Regions from separate parts of the Mus musculus genome. Here region 2 is linked to region 1. The links are chromatin contacts, called in public HiChIP or PLAC-seq maps. All regions are on one chromosome and are shown on one strand. Each heading gives the region's core, a stretch centred on a gene start, on an enhancer-like site or on the middle of the called end of the contact. The rest is flanking DNA. Distances are from core to core; before and after follow the strand shown.

Region 1 (2,704 bases), core at 26-2,525:
TAAAAAGCTAGAATATGGAGGTGGGCCACCCTGCCCAGCTAAAAGCTTTATTTTATTCTTGATTTTATATGAATTGTATTTATTTTTAAGATTTTATTTTCATGCATATCTGTGTATTTGTTTGTGCCCTCAGAGTCGTGAAGAGGATGTTGGATTCCCTGAAACTGGAGTTACAGGCCTTGTAAGTCACCTGGTGTGGGTGCTGGGAGCTGAACTTAGGTCCTTTATAGGAACGGTACCGGGTCCTAACCATGGTCCTAAGCACGGAGACATCTGTCCAGTTCCTTCTAAGAATTATAATATTCAGCACAGTTGTTGAGTGTTATATAATGCATCACTGGATACCACAGTTCTTATATTCACTAATGTAAAACTGTCATTCTCCACATACATTAAACGCTATGTCATGGTGTGAGTTGTTTTGACCAGATTGCTGACACTGATAAGATTGTACTAGTCATTTTAGTCGTTGTAAAAAATCCACAGTAAACCCGGAAATGTTGCCCTTATTCCTTAGGTCCTGTTTTGTAGTAGTGGTATCAGAACTGTGTCAGCTTGGTGGAAGGAACTCAGAATTTTTCTACCAAGGTGAGGTGTGGAGGTGGGGGTTATCTAAATTTGGGGCCTCAGTCTCTCTGCCTTTTTTCTTCTAGTGATGCCCCCACAGTACCCCCAGGAATACTTGGTTGGAAAGCGATACCTTTAACTTATCTCCCGCCTCCTTCGTGTGGTTCCCCAGGTAGTTTCACGTTGTAAGGCCTTTTTAAAATTTAATATATATTTTTTATTTCTTGGATTTATAAATATCCCAGGAAATGAGATGACTGAATGCAAAGAATCCATATGTATCAGTATAAGGTGTGTTGCAAGACAAATTATCAAAAACTCCCTTTCAAGGTAACTCTGCGTGCTCTCTCAGGAGCTTTTAGGAGCCCCTTGCAACGTTCACGTCTAAACCCCAACAGATTTATTAACATTTGAGAAAGGATGCGGACTCTCTCTTCACTCAGGCGCATCACCAAGCGGGGGCGCGCTGGAAACCGCACTGACCGAGGTTTAGTCACAAAGCCAGAAGCACGAACCCACTTGGAGTTCCCCGCCTTCCCTTTGACGGAGGCCCCAGGAGCAGTCACGTGGAACCCCAGAGCGCTCCCCCAGCCCTGCGCAAAGACGCGACTCGGGTTGCCAGGGGGCGGAGCAGGGGCGCGGAAGGGGCGGGGCTCGGGCCGCCGGCGGGGGCGGGGCGGCGCGCGGGCGGGGCGGGGCGGCCCGGCGTATTATGGGATGCGGCGGTGGAATGGCGCTGGGCGTGATTTTGAACAAACCCGGGTCTGTGTTTCGGAGGCGCCGCCGCCGCGGCTGCTGGGAGCCCGGGGAGCGCGGCGCGAGAAGGAGGCGGCGCCGCCGGCTCGGGTGAGTGTCAGCTCCGGAGACCCGGGCTGAGCGGCGGGGACCGGCGCCGGGCCCGCGCTCGGGGCGAGCGGCGCGCGGGCGGAGAGCGCGGCGGCGGCTCCGGGCAGCCGGGCGGTGGGCCGGTGGGCCGCGGCGGACCGAGGGTTGTCGGGGCGCGGCGCGAGCGGCGGGCGCCGGAGAGCGCGGCTGTCAGTCGGCGGGCCGGCGCCGCCCGCCCCGCGCTCGGGAGGAAGGGCTGGGCGGCTGTTGACAGGCTCTCGGCGCGGCCCGGGAAGCGGCTGCCGGCCCCGGGCTTCTGGGAACCTGTTTTGCTGCTGTGTCATTTCGTACCAGCGCCTCCTTTCGCTGCTGCCCGGCGCCGCGTTCTTCCTACGCCCCTTTGTATGGACTCTTCTGGGTGTGTGTCCGTTTCCCTCGCGAAGCCCACCAGCCAAATGTCATAGTGTCCCCGCGGTGCACGGGGGAAGGGAGCGGGCTGGGACTCAGCCTGGTCAAGCAACGGTAAACAACCATCCGAGTGCCGGTGGACCCGGCTGTTGGTGGGGAATAAAGTTGAAAGATGGAGAAACTGGGAACCCCTTCCACGCTCAGCCTCTAGCGGGCTCTCGGTAGAAACGCGCCGGGAGTGGGTGGGAGACAGCCCTTGACTAAGCCTGAGCCTGCTGACTTTTATATGGAGGTGTCATTCAAACAAGGTAGGGAAATGAAATGGCTTCTGCTTCTTCCTTATTCTTAGGGAAACTTAAGACAGTAGATTAGCCTTGTCCACAACCCTGAGATTCAGCTTGCTGGTTTCTGTTAGGTCTTTAAGAGCTTATAGTATGACTGAATGATAAAGAATAAAGCTTTTGAACTGGCAATTAGTAAGGCTTTCTGAAGTCAAACAGCTAACTTTTGGAGGATGCTGGTCCTATTAAGCCTTGCAGCTTATATGTTCTTAATTCCTTACATGATTAATTACTTCTATTCCCTCTTGGGTGCTTATTAGACTACACCATGAGAGGAACTGGAAGGGGGTGGGAGATGGATAGGTTGTTCCGGAATCTTGTTCTAAAGCAAGCTGTTTTTTTCCCCCCTCTGCATTGAACAAGTGTTATCAGCAGCAGATGGTTTTTAATTTGGAAACTTAGATCCTAAAGTCAGTTGGCAAAGGGTTCTAGCGAAGAGCTGGATTTTCTATATGTTAGAAGTTGATGGTTATGAATGATAATAGAGTTGAATCAGTAATTTAAATTTAGTAGTACCTGAGTATCTTAAACCAACGACAAATTGACATAATGTTGTTCATGGG
Region 2 (2,787 bases), core at 214-2,713, 110 kb before region 1:
GCCTGTTTCAAGGGAGACAACATGTCTGGTTCCGCACATCTGGCCAAGAACTGGTTTGCTAAATGGACACAGTATCACACTGCCCTCTACATTTGTATCAACAGATTAGCCCAGCTCTTGGATTTCATCATAGAGTTTCTTTGCACAAAGGATGGAGGTTAACACAGAGACTTATAACTGGTCAAACTATAAAGAAGTGTCTGTGGATGCTCAGCCACAAACGAGAAATCTATATCACACCTCCTCCCCAAGGCTCAGGGCCATGGTGGAGGAGGGGTAGAAAAATTGGAAGAGCCAGAGGTCAGGAAGGACTGGAGTGAAACTGTCTTCTGGACCCCACACGGCCACTGTGCTCATGAGCTCACAGCAGCTGGGGTTCCTACAGAAGATCTATCTGCCCAAGAGTGAGTCTGTCAACATTCCAGCAGAGCTGGAAGTGCTCCTAAGCCCCTCCCCTAACTGAGGAGTGAGCTATGCACAGCTGATGGTTTCTGGGGGAGAGAGAGTCAGTTTCATTAAGGCTGTGGCTCCTGGGGGGTCGCATCAGTTGCTCCAACTGATGGTCTCACACCCAGGAATACAAAGGTAGTGCAAATTAGACCCCACAACTTATTAAAATCAACAAAAATGAACACAAAGTTGGAACATAGGGACGTGGGGGTGAGTCTTGGAAATTTTAAGAAGAATAGGAGTGAATACAATGAAATTTCAGTGAATAAAAAATTTCAAAAAAATCAGTAAGAATACTATTTTAAACATTATCTTCCTTAACTTTTATGTTTTTAAAATATCACTTAATCGAAGTTATAAAACCAGGGAGTGGTGGGACATGCCTTTAATTTGAGTTCAAGTGTGGTCTGGTCTACTGAGCAAGTTCCAGGACAGCCAGGGCTCCACAGAGAAATCCTCTCTCAAACACAAACAAATGAACAAACAGGTTATAAAATGCTTGTGTAAGAAAATAGACTCAAGGGGCCTGCAAGATGGCTTAGCACAGAAAGGCTTTGGCTGCCCAGCCTGAGACCCCGAGTTTGGTCCCTGTAACCCCTGTGCTGAAAAGAGCCAACCAAGTCTGTAAATTATCTTCTGATGTCCACTTGTGTACTACAGCAGGCATGCACACAAGTGATACATATACATACAATAAGTAGGCGTTTTTATTTTTAAAGGAAACGAGACCAGCAACATGCCACGGACGCCGACTGAGTGTGCAGGCAGGCTGTGTACTCTGCTTTCTTTCTGCTTTGGGTATGCTTGAAGCATCCATAAACAGCCCTGCCCACTTGTCAAGCAAAAGACACGACACTGGTGATTTTATTTCCCCTGAAAATGTGTGGTCTTGCTATATAAACAGCCTCATCATCCTGAAAATATGTGCTTTTCCTCCTTCAGAGCCCTAACATGGTATCTGATGCCTCTCTATGTCCTCAAGAGTCTGTCCGCTCTGGGAATCGTTGTCCGGGCTAGCTTAGTCTGCCTGGGCTTTTGTAACAAGCAGCCCTGCCTCCTTCTTCTCTCTGTCCACATGCTTCACAGAGAGGCAGTGAAACAGTCCTTCTGGATCTTGGACCTCCCCTCTGCTCAGAAGAGACTTGTGCGTGGCTCTCTCTCATTTTTCTTCTCTTACAGTCTTTTCTCATTCCCTGGACATCTGGACTCAGGCATATTTTGAATCTGAATCTGGCGAGTGTCCCCTAACATCAACCCCGTACTCTCCCAGGACCATCTGGGCTAGTGGCCAAGGGTTAACTCAGAACAAACAATCCATTAGCGCTGTGCACACTCGAAACCATTAATAAATAGCACGCATGTTCAGAATCTGTTATATGGTATAAAGTACAAATGGGTTTTTATGACAGAGTATTAAAGTGGCGTCTATCCGTCCCTCTCGCCCCTTATCATTTCCCCGGGGTCACAAATAAGATCATGTTTAAATAAAATCAGCAGTGTAGTATCTTTTGCTCGACAAATGGACAGGGCTATTTATGTAAAGATCTGTGTCACATGGCATATTCTTCATGGTGTCACCTGGTCAATGTCAGCATAGTTTCTTCCCAGTAAGAGAATGAAAACTCTCTGGCACATAATTGAGAAAAAATATACATATACATACATACATATATATATATATACATACATATATATATACACACACACACGCACATACACACACACATATATATGTATATATATAATTTGAGTTATATATATATATATACAAATTAATTATATGGAATACTGTAGGAAGTTATGACTTGGTTGAAAATGTTTGAAATTTGTCTGTCTGCAACAGCTACCATAAACAATATAAGTAGGAGCTGAGGTTAGAACACAGTAGCTTGTAACAGGCATAAGAACCATTTGGCACAAGCAGACTCCATTTTTGCTGTTGCTTTGAGACAGGTTCTTAATGTAACTCAGCCAAGCCTTAAACTCGGGAAACTCTTGTTTCACCTTCCCCAGTACTGCGATTACAAGCATATACCATCATGTCCAGTGTGCAGAGTTTTTTTAATCCAGAGTTTTCCCCTTGTCTTTAAACAATTATTTAAAAATAATCTCGATTAGCTGGGCATTGGTGGCACACCTTTAATCCCAGCACTTGGGAGGCAGAGGCAGACAGATTTCTGAGTTTGAGGCTAACCTGGTCTACAGAGTGAGTTCCAGGACAGCCAGGGCTACACAGAGAAACCATGTCTCAAAAAACCAAAAAAAAAAAACAACAACAACAACAACAAATTCTTGCTTAGCAGGGAGCTGGAAAATGGGTCAGCACTTAAGAGCACT

Evidence for each region. HiChIP or PLAC-seq counts read pairs in DNA pulled down with a chosen protein or histone mark.
Region 2: a contact with region 1 is called in an HNF4G HiChIP or PLAC-seq map of pancreatic cancer cells. The contact joins the enhancer-like site here to the promoter of Lin54 in region 1. A contact is called at or near these places in 1 of 484 Hi-C or Micro-C datasets (liver), 1 of 115 datasets of contacts at active chromatin or transcription factors (pancreatic cancer cells) and 3 of 9 other capture datasets (adipose tissue, liver and pancreatic islet).

Annotation. Positions count from the first base shown.
Region 1 is chr5:100,499,210-100,501,913 of GRCm38.p6, reverse strand. Lin54 (lin-54 homolog (C. elegans)) reads left to right here and starts at 1,275. Exons shown (of 13, transcript NM_172714.4): 1 at 1,275-1,413.
Region 2 is chr5:100,604,862-100,607,648 of GRCm38.p6, reverse strand. No RefSeq gene overlaps it. Among named protein-coding and RNA genes, the nearest start is that of Plac8, 34 kb to the right of the region's middle. Within about 2 kb of position 1,463, at least 79 of the 459 cell types and tissues checked have an H3K27ac peak or open chromatin away from gene starts, as enhancers often do. A contact at or near this core is called in adipose tissue, pancreatic cancer cells and pancreatic islet, where this site is marked.